Linked DNA regions of Mus musculus: regions 2 and 3 are each linked to region 1. A link is a contact called in public promoter capture Hi-C data. All regions are on one chromosome and are shown on one strand. Each heading gives the region's core, a stretch centred on a gene start, on an enhancer-like site or on the middle of the called end of the contact. The rest is flanking DNA. Distances are from core to core; before and after follow the strand shown. Region 1 holds the start of Myh3 (myosin, heavy polypeptide 3, skeletal muscle, embryonic). Region 2 overlaps Glp2r (glucagon-like peptide 2 receptor). Region 3 overlaps Gas7 (growth arrest specific 7).

What was found. Promoter capture Hi-C pulls out the DNA fragments that hold promoters and counts their contacts.
Region 2: a promoter capture Hi-C map of trophoblast stem cells shows a contact between it and region 1, with 2.8 times the contacts expected there. The contact joins the enhancer-like site here to the promoter of Myh3 in region 1. A contact is called at or near these places in 7 of 39 promoter capture datasets (the 3T3-L1 cell line, frontonasal cranial neural crest, hippocampal neurons and 3 more).
Region 3: a promoter capture Hi-C map of hippocampal neurons shows a contact between it and region 1, with 2.7 times the contacts expected there. The contact joins the enhancer-like site here to the promoter of Myh3 in region 1. A contact is called at or near these places in 10 of 39 promoter capture datasets (the 3T3-L1 cell line, 3T3-L1-derived adipocytes, cranial neural crest and 5 more).

Annotation. Positions count from the first base shown.
Region 1 is chr11:67,076,739-67,079,865 of GRCm38.p6, forward strand. Myh3 (myosin, heavy polypeptide 3, skeletal muscle, embryonic) reads left to right here and starts at 1,562. Exons shown (of 41, transcript NM_001099635.1): 1 at 1,562-1,586; 2 at 2,401-2,411.
Region 2 is chr11:67,720,215-67,723,341 of GRCm38.p6, forward strand. It overlaps Glp2r (glucagon-like peptide 2 receptor), which reads right to left. Exons shown (of 13, transcript NM_175681.3): 11 at 1,743-1,881. Among named protein-coding and RNA genes, the nearest start is that of Rcvrn, 26 kb to the left of the region's middle. Within about 2 kb of position 1,532, at least 14 of the 459 cell types and tissues checked have an H3K27ac peak or open chromatin away from gene starts, as enhancers often do. A contact at or near this core is called in trophoblast stem cells, where this site is marked.
Region 3 is chr11:67,666,471-67,669,597 of GRCm38.p6, forward strand. All of the region lies in intron 8 of Gas7 (growth arrest specific 7), which reads left to right. It also overlaps a transcript of Glp2r not described here. Among named protein-coding and RNA genes, the nearest start is that of Rcvrn, 27 kb to the right of the region's middle. Within about 2 kb of position 1,446, at least 39 of the 459 cell types and tissues checked have an H3K27ac peak or open chromatin away from gene starts, as enhancers often do. A contact at or near this core is called in 3T3-L1-derived adipocytes and hippocampal neurons, where this site is marked.

The DNA.
Region 1 (3,127 bases), core at 312-2,811:
ACTATGGAAGCTTGAGACAATGTGCCACTGGGCAAGAAACTCAGAGCCAGGAGATTATACTCTTCCAGGTGATGGGTGGACACTTCAGGACGAATGGTGCTAGAAGGAAGAGGGACATTTCAGTCCAAACTAGAGCAAGAGGAGCAATGAGAAGATGTGACTTCACTGTGGCCTGATGTCTAGCTAACCACAGGCATCAGAGAGCCTCAGCGTGGCCTCTCTGCTATGAAATTGCCTAAATCTTGGAAGGGAATGTGTGAAGGCTGTATGACTCATTGCCCACAAAATGGTTTATGTTGGGGAAAGACTATCTTCCGATTCCACTCTGCCTTTTTGAAGAGTCCTCAATAGGAAAGAACATACAGAGGATGTTTAATAATGGTCCCTATGGCCGGGCGGTGGTGGTGCATGCCTTTAATCCCAGTACTTGGGAGGCAGAGGCAGGCAGATTTCTGAGTTCGAGGTCAGCCTGGTCTACAAAGTGAGTTCCAGGACAGCCAGGGATACACAGAGAAACCCTGTCTCGAAAAAAATAATGGTCCCTATGAAGACTTTGGTCCTGCTTTCTCCCTTCTTCCCTTACCAGTGTATGGGTAGGCTGTAAGAGGACAGTCCATATTCTCAAATGGGATGTATTGGCATGAAGTTCTCTATTAAATGAACAACCATGACCCCATACAACTCAGACCCTCACCACAAAGACTGGACCAGGAAAGAGAGGAATGGAAATGGACAAAAATGTCAACTGTACCTTAATTCTCTTGTTAAGGTTTAATTTTCCAGTCCTGATTTAGAAATGACAGCATCTGTTAGGCGATACCCATCCCCCCTTTCTCTTCAGGCCACTACCGTTCCCCTCGCCCCCTATCTAGGCTGGCAGCTGGCCTTTCCTAATTGGTAATATGTCTTGATAACCACAGGCCCCTAAGCAGCTGTCACTGTGAACATGGGCTGGTGGCATAGCTCCCTGTCATTTACTTGCTTGTTGGTCCTGCTAGTGCTTAAGAAAGGATTAAGTAAATAATTATAGTAATGAGACAGAAAGTAATGAGGGGAAGGAGAGAGATGGAGAAGGAGAAAAAAAAAACTATAATCCAACTGCACAAGTTTTACAGAGTTTGGCTCATAACCGTGAGGGGACTTCAACAAGTTCAATTCTACTTTATCTTCGATGAGCTTTCTAAGCAAATAGCACAACTGTGTGTCCCCTGTTCCCAAGTGGTAGTGGCTTCAGCTGATTTCAGGGTGGGATGGCCTGCAGGATGGAGCCAGGTAGGGGCTCCTAAAGCAAAGGAGATCCCATTGTGCTAGGTGGAGAAGCTACAGCCCTGAGTTCACAGAGCAAGGCATCTCAAATTCCCAGCTTTCTACAGTTGGAAAAAATGGTTTCGGACCCTGCTCATTTCTATATATACTTTTCCCTTGGCAACGGCGAAAAATACGTGTGGAGGGGGCCAGTTCTCAGCCTGTGGTGTCAGTCATTCTCTTTCCAAATATAGAGGAAGAATGAGCCCAGGGGGTTAGTGGTGGCCTATAAAAGCCCAGGGGGCAGCTCTCCTCTATGCTTCTCTCTGTCACAGTCAGAGGTAAGTCTTACACTTTCCTAGTATCTCTGTGGCATTTACTGCTTCTAGACCTGATTCGGCCACTGCCCTGGACTGTGGCCCTCCCTGGCTTTGTTATAGCAGGCAAGCCTCTTTTCTCTTCTCAAGGCGTTCTCAAGGAATACAGTAGAGTGAGATGCGAGACCCAAGAGCCCAGCATCCCACTGCCTCTAGCAGATCATCGAAGCTGGGGTCCTGCCCACCCTTTCTTTTCTCTGCTTGGGAAGGATCCTGTTGGACAGGCATGGGCCTGTCCACCATGGCTCCATGTTCTCCTGTTGCCTCTCTGATCCACAGAATGAACAGGGGACTCTGTGTTTCCTACCTGGACGCTATACCTGCTGGGTGTTTAGTGGCCTCAAGACTACATGTTTGCTTAACAGGTTTAAATTAGCCAATCTCAGCATCGTCTCCATTTTCAGATAACCAGGAGGCCTGTCCCCACCCGCTAACAGAAGCTTTTATTGGCAGGGACTCAGTCCATTTAGAATCCCTGCCCTGTTCACAATGAAGGATCTTGCAGTCTGAAGAAATTGTCAGAGTGGGCTGGAGGAGCCAACCTGCCAGGCAGTTGGTAGTTATGCCTAGCTGTAGACTATGATCTGTCTGCAGTCCTAGGGCTTGCCTCAGAGCTAAGGATCTTTCTGACTGTCTAGTCCTTTGTGTGTCTTAGTTGAGCCTCACCAAGGTCTGGTTCGTCACAGAAGCAGACATCACGGTGGCCACTAAACTCTGTGTGCATGCTCTTGCAGGTCCCATACGTCCACAACTGCTGCTGCTCTCTGCTGTCCTGCAGGTGTGACTCAGGTGAGCATTGGGGCCACATCCCAGAGCTTCAGGAAGTCTTCAGGTAAACCCAGATCACCCATTGCCCCCTCATGCCTGTGCCCCCGAGGAGTTACAGAGCTTAACGGAGAAGTGCAGGCTTCATCCTCAGGGGTGCGGCTAGAGGTTCCCATCTATTCTCTATGGTGGTTTGTTGTTCCTTTGTTTTTTGAGACAGGATCTCACTGTGTAGCCCCAGATGGCATTGAACTCTCTAGGTAGACCAGGCTGGCTTCAGACTCACAGAGATCCACCTGTCGCAGCCTCCGAAGTTCTGGGACTAAAGGCATAGACCACCATGCCTGGCCTTCAGTCTATTCTTAGCATGGGAGGCAGAAACCATGTCGATTCAAAACAGTTCAAAGCTGTCTCTGCCATTTTCTGCTTAGTATTCTCTCTTTAAGGAATTCTTTTACCTTTTTTTTTTCATGGAATGCCTTTACTTCTTTTTTTTTTTTCATGGTATTTAATTTTGAATGTTCTGTTTGCTCTACCCGTGCTTCTCAGAAAAGGAAGACATAGTGTCAAAAGTGGCATTTCAAAGGCCCCTTCACCAGGCTGAAAGAATGGAGATGCTTGGAGTAAATAGATTCTGTCTAAGCCCGTGGCATTCATTAGCAACTCAACAAATATGAGCGGATTATATTCCCAGTGCTGAACCCTTGTGTGAAGCGCCACTGGGCATGGAGCAGGCCAGA
Region 2 (3,127 bases), core at 282-2,781, 640 kb after region 1:
TAGCTTCTGACGTTACTAGGAGACATTTCTGTATTTTTTGAGGTACCATCGCATATAGCCCAGGCTGGCCTCGAACTCACTATGTAATGGAGAATGACCTTGACGTTCTGGTACCCTGCCCTACTTTCTGGCTGCTGGGAATATTTACTGAAGGTTACATTCAAGGTTACACAATGGTGTGGTACTGTGGGTTAAACCCAAGACTTTACACATACTGAGCCTGCTCTCTAATAACTGAGATACTTCCCAGTGCTTGAAGCTCTCTGGGGAGGAAATTTCACCAAGTCCTTTCTTCTCCATTCCAGAAGCCCCATTTGATGTCAACATCAAATGGTTAATTTGAAGTTGAAATTGGTTAATTCTTTTTTGGTTTGGTTGGTTTGGTTTGGGGTGGAGGTGGTCTTGTTTCTGTTTGGTTTGGTTTGGCTTTTGTTTTGGTTTGTTTTGGTTGGTTGGTTGTTGTTTTTTTCTGTTTAGTCGGTTTCTTGTTAGTTTTGTTTGTTTGTTTGTTTTGTTGTTTTTGTTTTGAGCCAAGGTTTCTTTCTGTTGCCTTGGCTGTCTTAGGACTCACCCTGGAGATGTAAGCCAGGCTGGCCCCGAACACATAAAAATCCACCTGCCTCTGCCTCCAGAGTGCTTGGATTAAGGCATGTACCACCACTGCCCAATTAAGTTGATTAATTCTAAGACTACTACTGAATGGAGACTTTGGCCATGCCTATACTATTGCCTGAGGTCTGTTGCTTTACTGGCCTTTGCCCCTAAGCCACGCCTCTCCACATCCTTACCCCTCCTCAGTCTCACCCTCCTTCGCTTTGGGCCAGAGCACTCTAGGCTTGCTTTAAACTGCAGAATGCAGTGAAGTCATCACGATGCCAGCTCCAGACCTCAGCATTAAAATGCCAGCAGCCCCCTTTTCCATGCTCTTGGGAGCCCTGAGCTGCCACCTAAAAAGCAGTCACTTTGTGGAGAGATCACAAGGAAAGAATTGTGGAAAGCCAGAGACCCTCAGACCAAGTGGAAGAAAGAGACATAGTTGATAGTGCAGAAAAAAGAACAAGCCAGAGGTCCTAGGAAGTCGAATCAAATGAAGCTAGCCCCAGCTCAGGCTGTTGTGAGTGTGTGAAGAAGCCATAGGGCCCCAGCAGACTTCATCACATCAAAGCTTAGCTACCTCCAACCCCATGTCCTATCTAGATGTCTAACTCCAACCAATGTCATGGTTGAAGGCCACACTAAGCTGTGAACGTTAGCAGTGGTGAAACAAAGCATCCAGGCCACCAAAACTGCTGTTTCTAGTTTTGGTGCATACACATCTGTTTGGATTAAGAGACTCTTGACCTGGACTCTCTTCTCCCTACCCTAGTAGTATTGTGTGCAGGGTTTACATGCCACAGGATGCATGGGCGTGGTCCTCTTTGTACGGTGCTCTGCAGATAACACAGCCAAAAATAGGCCCATAATAAAAGGCTTCAAGGTGACACCCACAGTTAATATGGTCATGAGTCACACCACCTACTACAGTCCAGGAACAAGACCGATTTTCTCTTCTGCATCACTGAATCATGCCGGCAAGATCTAGACAACACTTCCCCATCTGTACACCCTCGAATGTCACAGAGCCTCACCAATAGAGCCCACTGATACTAGAAGAGTGTGTTGGTCCCCAGCTCTGCTCAATTCTCTGTTTGGACCCTGTGTGTCTTTCTTCTCTGAGCCAAGGTATGAGTCAGACTACTTACATGGAAGGAGCTCAGGGTCAACTGGATGAAGAGACGAATAAGTCTTGAAAATCCTTGAACTTGGTCGTCGGTGAAGAAAGTGAAGAGGAACTCATGAACCCCCATCAAAAGAATGAGGAGCAGGGTTGATTTTGCCAGTCTGCAAATAATACCAAGAATTGGTCATGAGGGTCTCGCTGGGACTATGTAACAAGTCCTGCTGACTGTGTGCATCTGTAAGGCAAATCTCCCGCTCTTGGTGAACAGATAGTTTGTCTTTTGTGACCTTAGTTACTCTTGTATCCCTGTATGTAACAAATACTCAGGGAGCATTTATGGAATGAATGGAGGAACCATCCCCAGTAGGATATCACGCCTACAGATATTGATGTGTCTGATGGATGATACCCGTCTATGCAAGCAGCTGCCACCCTTAGGTACCACCCAAGTTTGACAAGTTTTCAAGTAGGTCCTGATACTGCTTTCTCTCCCCAGAAACTCAGCACTTCCAACATCAACCTCAGACAAGAAAGAAAATGAGTTGCCCAGGGCCACGGAGACACCAGTAAGTTATCCCCAGCCTGGAAGTGGGGCCTGCCCTTTGCTGTCCCTCAGTCCTGTGACAGACAGCAAGAGCCACAGGAAGTGGAAAACTGATCCTCCTCGTAAAGCACACTAGAGTACACAGTGTGGAGGTTGGCGGTTGTTTACAGTCTACACACACACAAAAAGACAAACATTCCTTTGTACCACCCACGAGCAAAGTACACAGCTGGGGACCAATTGCTCCAAACTGGTGAATCCCAAGCACGGCTGGCTATTGAAATTCCTTTCAAGACCTTGAAGAAATATACAGTGGGTCTTCAGAATGTGTAGGGTCTGCAATGAAAGATCCAACCAACTGTAGATTGACTGACATGATTTCTTCAATTGTGTCCATATTGAACTTACACAGATTTATCATTTATCTCTAGACATTGCAACACTGCAACTATTTACACAGTATTCACACTGCTTCGTGTACTAGATATAATCCAGAGATGATGTAAGGTATATAGTCATGGAGAAAAGATAGATCAGCAGTTAAGAATGCTTGCTCTTCTTCCAGGGGACCCAGGTCCCAGCATCCACATCAAGTAGCTCACAGTCACCTGTAACTCCAGCGCCAGGGAAACTGATGCCTTCTTCCAGTTTCCATGGATACCTGCACACATCTGACATGCACCCACATAGATGTATGCATGTAAAAATAAAACTTAAAAAATAAAGTATAATGAAAGGATGTCAGCACCTCAGGTGGGTTCTGGAATTGGTCTCCTGTGTCCTTTATTAAGGGACATCTTTCTAGGTCTCAGTGTGGACACCCTGAGGCCAAACTTAGGGAGGCTGTCCCCTGAGAGTGCGAC
Region 3 (3,127 bases), core at 196-2,695, 590 kb after region 1:
TCAGCTGCAGAAGCTGTAGCATACTCACAGTGGATACCCGTGGATGCACAACGGGGTATCATTCACCCATAGAGAGGAATACCGAGACCCTCTACTCTATGGAGGAACCTCAAAAACGCGATGCTGAGTAAGAGAAACCATCCACAGTGGGTCACAGAGTATATCATTCCAGTCCTCTGAGATGTCCAGAATAAGCAAAGCCATAGAGACAAAGCCCATGAGTTGGTGGTCAAGAGGGAAATGAGGAGTGGCAGTTAATAGGTGCATCTTTTCATTTTGAGTGTGTATATGTCTGCTGCAGCTGCTATAACAAAGTACCACAGGTTGAGTAGCTTCAACTATAGGAATTTGCCTGGGCCTGGTGGTACACATCTGTCTGTAATCCCAGCTCTCAGGGGTGGGGGAAGAGGTGGGAAGATCATGAGTTAAAGGCCAGCCTGGGCTACACAGTGAGATCCCTGTCTAGAAAAAGAACAGAGGAAAAAAAAAAGCTTCTATTTTGTCTCAGTTCTAGAGACTGGAAGTCTAAAGTTAATGATCCAGTAGGGTCGGTGTCTGACATGGGTTCTCCCTGGGGCGACGGATGGCTAAAAATCACCTCTCCCCCTCTGTCTGGGCTGGCGTAAAGAAGCGGCCCTACAGGGACAATAATCCTATTGGATTAGGGCTCTGCCCTCCAATCTTAACTACTACTCCATCCCCCACATCCTTGGTCAGAGTTTTAAGATATGAATCAGAAGGCTAAAGGGGAGGGGGGTAAATCACAAACTTTTATTCATGACAGGGTGACAAAGTGTTTGGACTCAACTACACTGTGGATGCTGTAAACACTTTTAAGTTGCTCACCTTAAACTGGATGATATATCACGTGTGATTTTCACCTCAAATGAAAAACAGTCAAGGCTCTTGGGAAGTCAGTACCAACAGAGTCCTCAGAGGACCCCTCTGTCATCCCATCCTGCTGGGGTGAACTTCAAGAGTGGCCCACAGGGGTTGTAGTTGTGAGAGAGGTGTGATGGCGAATCAGCTCTAATCTGCCTCATGGCTAGAGTCATCCTGGGACAGAGATTTTTGCCATCTGAATATGGTTCTGATTAGGGCTTCACATGTGCTGACTGCAGCCAAGCCACCTCCTCCCCATCAGCCACAGGAAAACCCAGCAGGGCCTGTGTCCCTCTTCAGACCTGAACATGGTTAGCTGTCTCCTGGCCTCTCCTACTGCCTTCTGAGCCTGAGACAAGGCAGGAAGCACACGGAAGTAGCCCTGCCACCAGGGAATGTAGCTTCCTTTGGGTCCTTGGCATCACAGTATGGCTCTGGAGGGCTTCCAGATCCCACCCCCTTGGCTTGGGCTCCTGCCAGGGACATTTTGTCCCGCCAGCACACAGCATATGCTCCTAAGATAAGCAGCCTGCTCCTCATGCCAGACCCAAATGCATGGGCACAGTCAACCACACAAGCTCAGGTGCATCACGTGCACACACCCAGGCAAACCTTTACCGGCAGGCACAAAGTATAACAGCGCTAGATCCTGCATCTGCAACACGGCTCTGGACGTTTGGCCCGGTGCACCTTGAAGGCTTTGTGTGGATGTGGGGGCTCAGAGACCACAGGACAGATAGGGTACACTTGAGCTATCTGGCAACTTAGATGCCCTATTCAGATCAGCTGTCACAAGGCCCGTGCATGCTGGCGATTCAGCAGCCTTCAAGGACTGCCTTTTGCCTTTTGCCCTCTCACGTGCAGGGTAACGATGAAATGTGGGTCATTCTTGGCTGGCGGTTTTGACAGGAGCCTGCATTTTGATCTGTTGAGCCACAGACTATACATGAAGATAGAATACACCAGACAGCTTCTCATTTGCCTCTTTCTTATTAGATGCCATCTTTGAATGAGGATTTCTAATGGCTTTCCCCTAAACAATTAAAGTTTGTTTTTAATGAACACATATTCATTTGGACCTACAGGGCCAAGTGAGGTAGTTCTGTACATTTGAAGTGCCTTAGAATGCTGAGGAGCAAGGACATAGTAGGCATAGGGCTGAGGCCATCTGGTAATAAGGAGTGTCACCCCCTCCACCTGGGGCATGCTATCCCTGCTAGTAGGACTGAAGTCACTATCCAGGATGCGAATGGCCCAGCCCCCACTATCCTTGAGCTAACAGTCTCAAGATGCCATACCTGGCCTTAGCCAGTTACCCCATGTGCTCGGCTGGCAGCCGACTTACAGCCCTGTAAGAAGAGGCTTGGCCCCTCCCAGGGCCTTTTCAGACTGTATGTCCAGAACCTTCTGTGTGTCACTCAGCTCCCATGGCAGCACCACCTCACTCCTGCAAGAGGGGTGGCTTATTGGCTGTCAGGTTGAAGCTAGGATCTGCATTGAAACCCTGTATGCATGGCATGAGGTGATGGTCAGAGTTCCTTTTTACCATGCTGTCTCCACACAGTTCTCCTAACAGCTGCCTAAGGACCAGAAACAGAGCTCAATGGTTGAACATTTGCCTGCTACATGGGAGGTCCCAGGCTGTGTTCTCTAGTGAAATACACAGGCATGCCCTTGAGGCTCACCAGCCTGCCCTATCTGTGTGGCTTTGAGTCGGAGACCCTTATGTGCATAATTTATAAAGAAAAGAAATTGTTTATGGTTCTGAAGGCTAGGAGGTCCAAGACCAAGGAGCTAGTATCTAGAGAGTGCCTATACATTGCCCTAGCATGTGGCAAAAGCCACCACATGCCAACAGCAAGGAGAGAAGACCACTTCAGAGCACCCGAGCATTTTGTTATGGCCTCAAGAGACCCACCTCTAAGTATTATTTATTTATTATTATTTGTATGACTGCACTGTCACTGTCTTCAGACACACCAGAAGAGTACATCAGATCCCATTATAGGTGGTTGTGAGCCACCATGTGGTTGCTGGAAATTGAACTCAGGACCTCAAGAAGAGCAGTCAGTGCTCTTTTTTTTTGTTGTTGTTTTTGTTTTTATTGTTTTTTGAGACAAGGTTTCTCTGTATAGCCCTGGCTGTCCTGGAACTCACTCTGTAGACCAGGCTGGCCTCGAACTCAGAAATCCGCCTGCCTCTGCCTCCCGAGTGCTGGGATTAAAGGCGTGGTGGCCCACCACGC